Regions from separate parts of the Oryctolagus cuniculus genome. Here region 2 is linked to region 1. Evidence: chromatin contacts called from public Hi-C data. All regions are on one chromosome and are shown on one strand. The core of a region is the stretch at or near the end of the contact, and the rest is flanking DNA. Distances in the headings are between cores, read along the strand shown. Region 1 overlaps LOC103350144 (a long non-coding RNA gene). Region 2 overlaps LOC103350144 (a long non-coding RNA gene).

Region 1 (5,924 bases), core at 3,109-5,608:
AAAACCCAATTTTGGTCTGTTTTTGGACTCTACACAACTCCTCTGACCTATTTGCCTATCCTTAAACCTATACCACAATGCCTTATTACTGTAACTTCATAGCAAGCCTTGGAACCAAAAAGTGTTAAGTCTTCCAACTATATTTTTCTTTCAAAAAATATTTTGACTATTCTAGATCATTTGCATTTCCACATGAATCTTAGAATCAGCTTGTCGATTTCTATACAGAAGTAGTTATTAATTGCTAGTGCCTGTATGATTGTGGGGATGAAATTGAGAGAAATTAGTATCTTGATTATAGTGTACCTTCCAGTTTGTGAGTATGGCATATCTCTTCATTTATTTAGGTTTCTAATTCTTCCAAATGACATTTTGTAATTTTAAGTACAGACGTCTTCCCTGTATTCTGTCGAATTTACTCCCAAATGTTTTATGATTCTGATGCTATTGCAAATGCTACTTCTCAAATTTAATTTTCTAAATTTATGCTGCAAGTATATGGAAATATAATTGTTGGAATATTGCCTTGCTAAATTCACTTTTTATTTCTGGTAGTTTTATTGTAGAATTCTTAAAATTTTATGTGTAAAATAGCAGCATGGTATTTGTAAAAAAAAAAAAAAAGATAATTTAATTCCAGTGCATTATTGAACAAAGTATAGCAGTTGGTATTTTTGCTTTGTCCTTTATCTTAGAGGAGAAACACTTAGTATTTTAATATTATAATATATATGTGATATTAGCTGAAATTTTTCAAAGAATGCTTTTACCAGCTGCAGGAAATTTGTAATTTGTGGAAGTCATTTTAAAACAAAAATTAGGTTACTATATTTGGTTAAATATATTTCTATTTATTAATAGATTTGATGAGATATAATCCACATACGGAAAATTCACCATTTTAAAGTATATGGCTCTATAGGTTTTAGTATATTTATGACATTGTGCCTTCAATCATCATGGCTTTCTAATTTTAGAATATTTTCATAACCCTTGTTGGAAATCCTGTCCTCATTTAAAGTCATTGCTTCAACTAGGACTTCTAATACAATATTTATCTTTGAACTAGACACAAATTTTTAAAAAATATTTTGTTTATTTACTTTTATTTGAAAAGCAGATATATGGAGAGAGAGTGACACAGACAGATATTGAAAGAACTTCCCTTCACAGTTCACTTCCCAAAACCCTTAGTAGTTGGGGCTGGGTCAGGCCAAAATCAGGAGCCAAGAACTCACTCCTGAAATTTAAAGACAAATGTATACATAATTTTTTTTTAAATCAGGTATACCATATACTTTTGTGTATAGATGTTTCTAAATGCTATTTGTACTAAATTATAACCCTTATAAAATAATATACCCTTCTCTTCTCATATTGTGATTTTTGTCTTAATTTTGAAGTTACATGATATTAGTATATCTATCCCTGCTTTCTTTGTGTTTGTATTTCCCTAGTTTATATTTAATTTTTAAATTTCCCAAATATTTTTCTGATGCATATTTTTATATCACAAAGTTGTGTTTGCTATGTGACCCTTTTAAAAATTATTTGATCTTAATAAAGATTTATTTTTATTAAAAATGAAATAAAATATTTAAAATTGGAAAAAACTATCAAAAATTTAAAAACTTGGAAATTACACATTTTTATGGGGTCTCATGCACTGCTTCATTATATCTATACGTTACATAATGGATCACCAGAATAGAACATTTTGCATTCCTTGCAATGATGAGGAATGATAGGCCTGCAAAATCATTTGGTATGACCCTGCCACGGCAACCACAGGTGGGTTTGAATAAATTTACCATGAGAAGGCTAATTTTTTTAAAGATTTATTTTATTGTTTTTCAAAGGCAGAGTTACAGAGAGAAGAGGAGAAGAGACAGAGAAAGAAGTCTTCTATCCACTGGTTCATTCCCCAAATGGCTGCAGCAGTTGAGGCTGGGCAGTCCAAAGCCAAGAGCCAGGGGCTTTATCCAGTCTCCCATATGGGTGCAGGGACCCAGGGACTTGGGCCATCTTCTGCTGCTTTTCTCAGGGCATTAGAAGGAAACTGGACTGGCTGCCATATTGGATGTTGTCATTACGGATGGTGGCTTTACCCTCTATGTCACAACAGCAGCTCCAAGAAGGCTAATTTTTAAGTCGATAATTTTGTATGGGCCCCCAAATAATGTTATAAATATCCAAATGGCTCTCGGCAGTAAAAAGCTTCCCTACTCCTGCAATATCCAAAATTGAATGTTTTAGTTTTTATTTTCTTTTTATATAAAGCCATATGGTACATTAACATATGTAGTTACCTTACTGTGGAATAGAATCCCAGAACTTCTTAGTCTAGTGTAGCTATAACTTAGTATTATTAATTAATTTTTGTATCCATGAAGCAATTAATTAGCATTCATTAATCAATATTTTAGGGAAACCAATTGTAAACATGAAAAAATAACAACTTTTTTAAAAATTTAAAAAGAAATTATGCTGTTTATTATTAATGCTTCTGACATCAAGCATAGGCACACGGCATGGTCAACTGTCGATAAAATATGTGAAATAAGTGAGTGAATGTACTTTTGAGTCAACCCCTGAGCAGGCCATGAAAGCACAAGTAGGTTTGATGAGGAACCCACTTAAATGCTCTCGATCACCACTCCTGTCACATGCTCCTCTCTCCTTTAAGTAAGACATTAAAACTGACTTTGTGTATTATACTCACTGATATTCATTATCTCATCTTTCATTAACTCATAGAGATTGGAATTCTGGTGCCAGAAAGCAAGTGTAGTTGATAACTCACTCACGGGAAACAGTTTTCTTGTTTTGAACCCCACAAACTTGAATGAAAACATTTCATTCTGTGGAATGAAAATATTCTTGATTACAGATCTTCCATACAAAATTAAATAAGAGTTGATTTTTTTACTGTAAACGTGAGTCTTTCTGTTATGAAGAAATGGGAGAGAAGACAACAAATCAGAGAATATAAGCATGATGTTCCAATTCTCATTAGAACTTTTAGACAACAGCAATGAGTTAAATCTTGAATCAGAATATTTGCACTTGACCCTCAGCATTGATTCACTCACAGTACACTATATATTTCAGTTGACTATAGGATTTTGGTGATGAATGATTTTCAGCCAGGGAATGGAATCCTGTGATTCTGAAATGGTTGACTCACTATGAAATGAGAACAAGTCAAAAACCATCTGGAACAGGATGTGACATATCTTATCTGTCTTCTGAGATACAAAGAACCAAGCAGTGTTTTATTATACTAGGAAACATCTTTTCTTCCGTCTATAGATGATAATGCCCTCAGTCAAGAATTTCCTTTTTATTCCCTATACTTTGATAGAGAAGATATTTTCTACAGAGAAATATAAAGTCCGATATTTCTTGGTAAAATAAATTGGCAGCCATTGGCAGTGAAATATAATCACTGTGAAGCCAATGAACAGTTTCAAGGGGGCCGTTTGATGGTCTTCTTGTAGAACACTAAATATTTAATTGGAAAAGTGAGTCTCTTAGGGAAGGATCACTAATTACTCCTGTCTCTGTAACCCCTTTGAAATGTGTGGCTCAGAGGAAACAAACTTGAATTTCCCCAAATACTGAAAATTTATTATTATTAATTCTTACCTTTGATTATCTGCTATATGATAACACTATGAAATTTATCTTGTTTTGTGTTATTTGGATACTTTGTTTACAAAAGGGAAAAAGGAAAAGGATATGGTGAATATATGTTTTCATTCTTCCTTATTGCTTTTCAATCCTTAAGTGTTTAGTATTTCCATGAAAGTGTTTGTAATGAGAAAATTATGGGAATGTTGGATACAAGACATGGATGACTTTTTAGTATCTGTTTATTTGTATAACTTTGTTTTGGGGGATGACAAATGTAGTGTGTCTCAGGTTGCTTTCTAAGGTTTAAAATATGTAAAACAACAAAACTAATGAAAACCTTTCTGTTTGTTTTCTGCCACCCAAGGAATCAGCGCACTGTGTGGAGAGGACTTCTCTGTAGGTGTTGAGCAGATCAGAGTGATCCAGGCATGCTGCTTATTTCAGTAATATGTTGCTACTACTGCTTTATTCAGTGAACACTTTTACAGAATTGTAGGCGATAAAAAGAAAGAAATTCTCTCGATATAATGTTTAAATAAGTACCTCAAATTCTATGGTGCCTATTTGGTCTTGAAAATATTTTCCCATGTTTTCTTTAGATTGTGCCTAAGTGGAAGTCAAATAAGTTCTAAAGTTATTATTATGTATGCATTGATGTACACATGAAGCTGTTAACACAGGCATCTTTGACAGGGCAAGCTTGGAGTGACTTCCCTGAAGTTGTTATCCTGAACTGTCTGATTTTCCTCTTCCCTTTTTGTTGAATACATCTTTTTAGAAAAAGGGCGTAATGCAGAAGGAGCCACAAAACATTTTGATTTTGCTCCTTTGTGTGTCATATCAGCCAAACTATTTAACTTAAAAAAATGAGGAAAAATAATGCTTGTAGGCTACGAATATATGCCAAGTTTATACCAACATCACATATTTTATTACTGATTTATAAATCTCTCAAAAAGGATAGAAATGTTGACACATTAATAATGCTAACATAATGAATTCTGCATTCTTCAAGAAAAAATACAGGAAAGAAATAAAATGGACAATGATAATCTAAGGAAGTGGAAATTTCTTAATAAAGCACATGAGCTATTTTGTTTTCATAAAGATTTTTACTTTCTATATTTGTTTCATGAAAAAACTTACTACAGATTATTTTATATTAACAATGAACATCTGATATTTTACTATTATTTCAAAGAAATTTAAAATTTAAATGATATTTAAACAAATAAGTGGTAGTTTTCATGCTATCATGAAATGCTTTCTTCTTTTGCAGGTTTTTATGTGTTAATTGTGAATTCTGTAAACTTATGTTTTAAAAAGAAAGCAAAAATATTAAATATAAACAAGATTATTCCTCAGTTTTTTAATCCATCTGGTAAAATATCAAATACATTTAAAATGATAATTTCCGATATTTCTATTGTTAAAGAAAAAATAGATATAATTGTAACATATCAGAAAGCGAATTTGAGAGTCTGTACTACCAATCCTAAAATTCATGTATATAATCTCAATCATTACACTATACAGACTTATCATAAGTTTTAAGTTAATGATTTGGTTAAACATTTATAAATTGATATTATGTGCATATCATCTTAAAATTATAAGAAATTATGTGAAAAACAGAGAAGACATTAACTTTATTATGGTGCACAGGTATCTAGAATGTTGAGTAAATTTAAAGAAAAATTTCTGAAAGATATTCAATAAACTGAGGGAGCTAGTATAAAGTTAACTAAAATATAAACATAAATAGAAACAATAATATAGATAACAGATATAACAGGATATAAAAAAATTAAATCTCTTCCAGTCACTGATATAAAACAATTAAGGCATTTGCCAAGTCATCATATGCACATTTACAAAGTAAATTTTTTAGAATCACTTTAAGGATTTTGAATTTCCTTAGCCACTTTAAGACTTCAAGATAGCAGATGAGCAAGTATTCAAATGAAGATAGTTTTTTGTAAAGGCTGTGTTTTGAGTCCAATCCTCTCTGTTGCCCCAGATTAAAAGAATTTCTTGTCCTTTTTCATCAAACCAGTTGATAGTGGTCTTCTACAGAGTTTTAAGAGAGCTTTTATGTGTTCCTCTACAACTAGGTGTGACAAATTCTAGTCTAACTCCCACCTTACACATGTGTGATGGAAGTGGACTAACCAACCGCACGGGTTGCTGAACTGATGAAGAACTACTTTGATGAGAAGGATTTGCAAACCTAGACTTAGCTGAGGCAATAATCAATGAGTGATTGGTGACAAGATAAGAGCAACCAG
Region 2 (5,913 bases), core at 140-2,639, 69 kb before region 1:
TATTTTTACAGGTTTTTGGAGTTCACATAACAAGTTCTCCCAACACCAGGAGGAAAATGACTTCAAAAATCTTTTCAAATAACAGTTACTTTCCTTCTCATTTTTTATGGACTCATGCTTTCCTTGTTCCTTGGTGAATGAGAGAGGGAAGAATGAAGAGAAAGAAAGAGCGAAAGTGACAGAGAATAATAGCAATTTTACCTGAATTTCTTAACAAATATTCATTCAATGTCTACTGACTGTATTTTCATATCACAGTAACTTTAACAAAAGTTGTTTTAGATTATGACTATCCTATTCTTTTTTGAATTTTGTACTTTAAGAGGAACTTAAATAGCATATGTAATCCTACTTTAAAAAGAATGCAGAAGATCCACAAGCAATTTCTTGTCTCATTTTTTCCTTCCTTCCCTATTCTCTTCTCTGCTTCCTTTTTTTTCTTGCCTATACTCCTTCATAGCTTAAAATAACAGTTACTAAAATGGACTCTATATTATTTAGATTAGGTCCATTTATTCACTTATCTGGAAATGAAATATAGCTATTTTCTGGTGGCATCTAATCAATTTTCAGAAAGTTTGAACCTCACTTCATCTAGGAATACAAGTAATGAAAAATAAAGTTTTAGTATCAAGGCCTGTAAACTAACATGCATATTTTATAATGATGATAAATCTATTTTGATCATGATTCTTCTTATCAAAGACACTTCATAAGTCATGATTCAGAGTGAATATAATGATAGGCCTCATAAACTAGACATTCACTGCTACAAATTCTTTTCAGGTGTTTTCATTGTAAGCAAATATTATAAATGTAAATTGTCAGTATCTCTTAAATACGGAATAATATGAAATATTTCTCTTTAATCACATAATCAAGGATGAGAAACAACCTCCATTTGGGAAGAACCCAACAGCTATGATAATGGAAATGATGGGACATGTTCATTAAATACTGAACACCCTCACCATACTTTGCTACCTGATTTATAGAATATGAAACAGAGAACATTTTTACATGTGTTCAAGTGATGTTATGTAAGGATGAAATCTAGAAGTGGAGATTAAATCCTGATATCACTGATGCCGGAGAGGTGTTTAGTTAAATGTAATATCCTTAACAAGAAAATAACTTTATTTTTAAGAAAATAAATCTCAGGTTTAGTAGCAACATCAACAATAGTAGCCCGAGGGCTAATTCTTCAGAAAGCATCTGGCTCTTGGCTCCATTCCTGGAAGAATTACATAATTTTTGTATAGATGTGTGCCTCAGAGAAAGGATCAGAGGGGACTGAAAGGAGTCATGGAGAAGGTGCTGCCTTAGACCTTATCAGCTTCCAATGGTTGACTGGCCTGCTGCTCTGGTTCCTTCCTCAGGAAGCCAAGATGTGCATGGCTGCCTCTGGATGAGTCATCAGCTTGGGCTCCCGAAGCTCTGTTGTGACTTGTTTGGGAAGGTTTCCATGTCAGGAAATTCGGGACACTTTATGACACTCATGCACGTCTTTGGCTGGTATGCACAGTTGATTTGGATCTGTACATAATGAGGCTAAGGTCAGGGGTTTGGTCTCTGCATAGGCCAATTAGCTTTTTTCTGCACAGCGATCACAGATGGTATATCTAAACCTGACTAACCAGGTGTCCTGCACGGATGAGCAACTCATGAGACAATGGACAAGTCACTGTGTATGATAAAAACATTTCCTCTACTCTTAGAAAAACTACTCATCCCTTTGTTAGCACCAACGTCATTTATTAAGTAAAACTGATTGGGTTATTTAGACAGTTTATGTGATTTTTTTCAGATAGAACTATCATTTGTAAGGAAACATTCTTAAAATTATGTTGTTATTAGTACTTTCTTCATATAAACTAGTTCTTTAAATTAAAATAAAAATATTATAAGACTAAAATGATAACCTTCAAAACTACAGGTAATCTTAAGAAATTGTTCAGATATTCAGTGTTTGTAGAATTGTAAAATTGGTGAAATTCCATAATTGAAATACACTAAAAATTTGTATGTGCCTCAAGTGAGATTTCCTAGTCCATGTATAGCTAGGATAATATTTTCATATCATCTACAATGTAAATTACATAATAGTGAAACATATGATCAGAAAAAATACAAAATGTGTGTTCATTTAAATTGCATAAAATTAATATCTCCAAGCAGTGACAATATGCACTTAATTTTTTCTCCTATTGTCACAATAATAGTGTTGCATATTGTTTTAAAGGCCTAAAATGCTAACATAGTGTTTTTAAACTGAAATATAAAATTATACAAGATTTAAACAATGAGGCTGGAGTACTAAATGCTTTCTGAAAAATATCTTCTTTCGTAGCATTTAATCTACCATGTCAGCCAAGCTTGAAGGAAACAGCAAAGCTCACCACATTCAATCACATGGAATGTCACATCTGTTGCAAACATATTACATAACATAACTGTGCTTTCATAGGCTATTGATTTTCACTATGAAGCATGAATAGATAGGTAAGTTCATATAGACAGAGGCCATACTATAGAAAACAAGAGTTTTACTTAAAAATAAATTATATAATGTCCTTTGCCTATTTGTTTTGCGCAATCATACATTATTAACCTTATCTTTACATTATAATGGATTGATACTATTGAAAAGAACAGAATGAAATATATTTCTATCAAAATCAATTCCAACTTGAGTGGGTAATAGTCCTACCTTTTGTGAGGCATTAACACCAAAATAACTGTTAGGAAAGGGAAATCTTAAATTTTAGTTCCTCTCTCTTGATTTCTGAATGCATCAAATTGTTTGTGAAAACTTAAAAGATTGAAACATGGTGTAATGGATAAATGCCTGGAATAAAATTCAGAAATGAGTATGTTCATGATACTGCACTTTATGTTATTATTCCTTCCTTAACCTCTCCTCTGAGTGATAACTTTTAACAGAGCATAAGGTGCCATCTATTTTTTGTCTCTTCCTCCGTCTTTGGTATTGTAGTGTAATATCACATTCCTCTTCAAATTTTCCCTGTCCACTGGAATACTTACTAATGCAGAAGTTTCTTTTATGTGGCTACCAGTGGGAGGAAGTGGGGTCATAATTCAGATGGTAGGCTTTCCTTTGGGTCAGTGCACAACTTTCTTTCCTCTCTAACAAACAAATGACAGCTCTAGATCAGAAGGATGGAGATCAAACCCAAACACCCTAAGTGCGTGGATTTCCTTTTTCTCTTACAAAAGAGGAAATACCACTTACCCACCCCTTCCTCTGAAACTGCATGACCTGCTCCTCTGGTACTGGATATTTGTGAGAAGCTAGAGGGCAGAACAGTCAGTGCATCTATCAGAACACAGTGCTTTACACACCTCCGTGAACATGCTTCTTGACCTCACTGATAACCCATAAGGGAGTATTTAAATCAACTTCCTCAGAGTCCAAGTCAGGTGATTTTTTGTCTGGAATAAATTTTGAAGTCCCAAATGAGAAAAAGGAAATTCTTCAGACACAATAAAAAGAAAAAAAAAGTCTTGGGGAAAAGAATGATTTTTTTGTACAGTCACAAAGACAAAACAAGTGTGTGTGTGTGCCCACACAAGTGTGTGTATTTTAGTCTTGATTGCTTTCTATCTTTTGATAGACAGATGGTATTTATCTAGGAAAACTTACCACAGTGGTATTTCAAAACTCTCTTCAGCAAACACATATGTTTCCACCTACTTGGTTCATTTTGTTTAACTGAGGTAACAGTTGAAACATAAATTCTAGTAACAATGTTGGTTTTGTTCCCCACGTAAGCTTTGTTTCATGATAGAATAAATATAATTGTAAAGAGTGACAGCTTGTTGTTTCTGTTCAATAAAGCCTTCTCATGCCTTCAAACAAAGCTATCCTGCCACAATAATAATAATAAAAACTGCTCTAAAAGCAATTCCTTTAACAAAAGGCAGGTGTCTCTGATACATAGTTTTAAAAATTTACAAACTTGGAATTACACAAATTTGAAGCTGACTACTAGTTTTTTCCATATTTTCTATATACAAGGTACATCGTTTTTTAAAAAATTATTTATTTGAGAGGCAGAGTTACAGAGAGAGAGAGGGAGAGACAAAGAGAAAGGTCTTCCATCCTCTAGTCCACTTCCCAAATGGCTGCAACTGTCGGAGCTATGCCAATACGAAGCAAAGAGCCAGGAGTTTCTTCTGGGTTTCCCACATGGGTGCAGGGGTCCAGGCCTTGGGCCATTCTCCACTGATTTCCCAGTCTATTAACAGAGAGCTGGATGGGAAGTGGAGCAGCTGGGACTTGAACCTGTGTCCATATGGGATGCCAGTGCTTCAGGCATAGTTTTAGCTGGCCTCTGGTAGCTCATTTCTAATGCAAAGAAAATAAAAGTGCATGTAGTCAATCAAGTAAAGTTAGTAAAACCCATGACACACTTGTAGGCATACAGAGAATGTAGTTTTTCTTTCCATATTAATTTGCAAATATTTTCAAAAGTCTTCTACATGTGCCAGACCTAAATCTTTGCAGTGAGTATTGGATGGGTGAGAAGTCAAATGCAGAGCAACCTGTTCAACATTCCTGCTGGACAGTATCCCAGGCTCTTAAGAAACATTAGTAACTGTGTCTTGTCTTCCTCTGATGTCTCTTTCTCTCCTAAATAAAGAAAAAGATTTGTTCTTTGCCTTGCTCTCTCAATTTTCCTCTACTGTGGTGGCCTTATTTATTCCAGACTCAACTGCATGGAGGTGATTCTAAACTGAAGGTAGGGTTTTCTCTAACATCACCATGGATATTGTGCAAGATTTTACATTTTAAATACAGAAATATGAACTCATCATCTTCTATGACTATCAGAGAAGCATCAAAGAACCATCATGATTCAGGATTCTGTTAATGATTATAGATTACATACCATCCCCCCATTACATTTATCAGAAGTCAGAGGACTGCTCCAGTATTTTGGAGCAAGTTTTATGGAGGAAAGTTGCCTGTTCCAACTCATTTCTGTCATTAGAATAGAAAAATATTTCAATACCTTAACCTCTTGATGCTATTGTACGCATTAAATCTTTTATACAGTTCTAAACAATAATATGTGATGCATAGTGATCATGGTGGAAAACAGTATTTATTTTATATAACAAATTTATTTGCTTCTTTATCCAAAATGTCTACCAGGATTAAATTAGTTTCTCTTGTGCTCTCTATCTCTACCTATTCAAAATCTAATGATAATTTGGAAATAAGTAATAATTTGATCAACTAAATGTAAGCTTTACCTCATTTTACTCTGTAATATTTAATACTTTCTTTCTAAAATGTATGTTATGCTCTAAGTGTATGCCATTTGCATGCTAATTTTATTCCCAAATTGATTACCTCTTAGGGTCAGGAAATTATTTCTTATGCATTTTTGAATCCCAAAATAAAATTTTTTCATTGAAGAAATTTTAATTTTAAAACTTCTTTGAATATAATAATACATTTTATTCAATAAAACATTAGAATTGTTAGGATTTCATAATCTGTTAATCACATTTTCTAGGTTTGCTATTTGTTCTTCTGAGTTCAAAGTTTGTATTTCTTTATAGGTTAACTGATAGAGAGGAGACTGGTGTAATCATGTCACTAAGTTTGGTTGATGATTTGTAGGTTGGATGTTCTGCTATATCCTTTAGTTTTAGCTACATAATTTATATGAAGAAAAATTATATAGAGTTTTACTATGCTATTCTGAATGAATGTCGTTTTTCTGAACATGAGCAATAAATTTACATAATGAATTATTGAGGTAGGGTTCGGTGGTATTTATGTGTAGAAGCTGATGAATTATGTAACCCATCAATTTCACAGCTCCTCCCCATCTTCAGAATAAAGCTACTTAATGGCAATTGGTGACTTGGGCTTATTGA

Evidence for each region. A called contact is a pair of places that touch in the nucleus more often than the background predicts.
Region 2: a contact with region 1 is called in a Hi-C map of an unstated tissue, with 2.1 times the contacts expected there. The contact joins two enhancer-like sites. A contact is called at or near these places in 2 of 6 Hi-C or Micro-C datasets (psoas muscle and an unstated tissue).

The regions. Positions count from the first base shown.
Region 1 is chr7:92,573,640-92,579,563 of mOryCun1.1, reverse strand. The region is part of intron 1 of LOC103350144 (a long non-coding RNA gene); the gene reads right to left. Among named protein-coding and RNA genes, the nearest start is that of ADGRL4, 130 kb to the left of the region's middle. Within about 2 kb of position 4,358, at least 1 of the 8 cell types and tissues checked has an H3K27ac peak or open chromatin away from gene starts, as enhancers often do.
Region 2 is chr7:92,639,962-92,645,874 of mOryCun1.1, reverse strand. It overlaps LOC103350144 (a long non-coding RNA gene), which reads right to left. Exons shown (of 7, transcript XR_001794514.3): 7 at 4,045-4,369. Among named protein-coding and RNA genes, the nearest start is that of ADGRL4, 63 kb to the left of the region's middle. Within about 2 kb of position 1,389, at least 2 of the 8 cell types and tissues checked have an H3K27ac peak or open chromatin away from gene starts, as enhancers often do.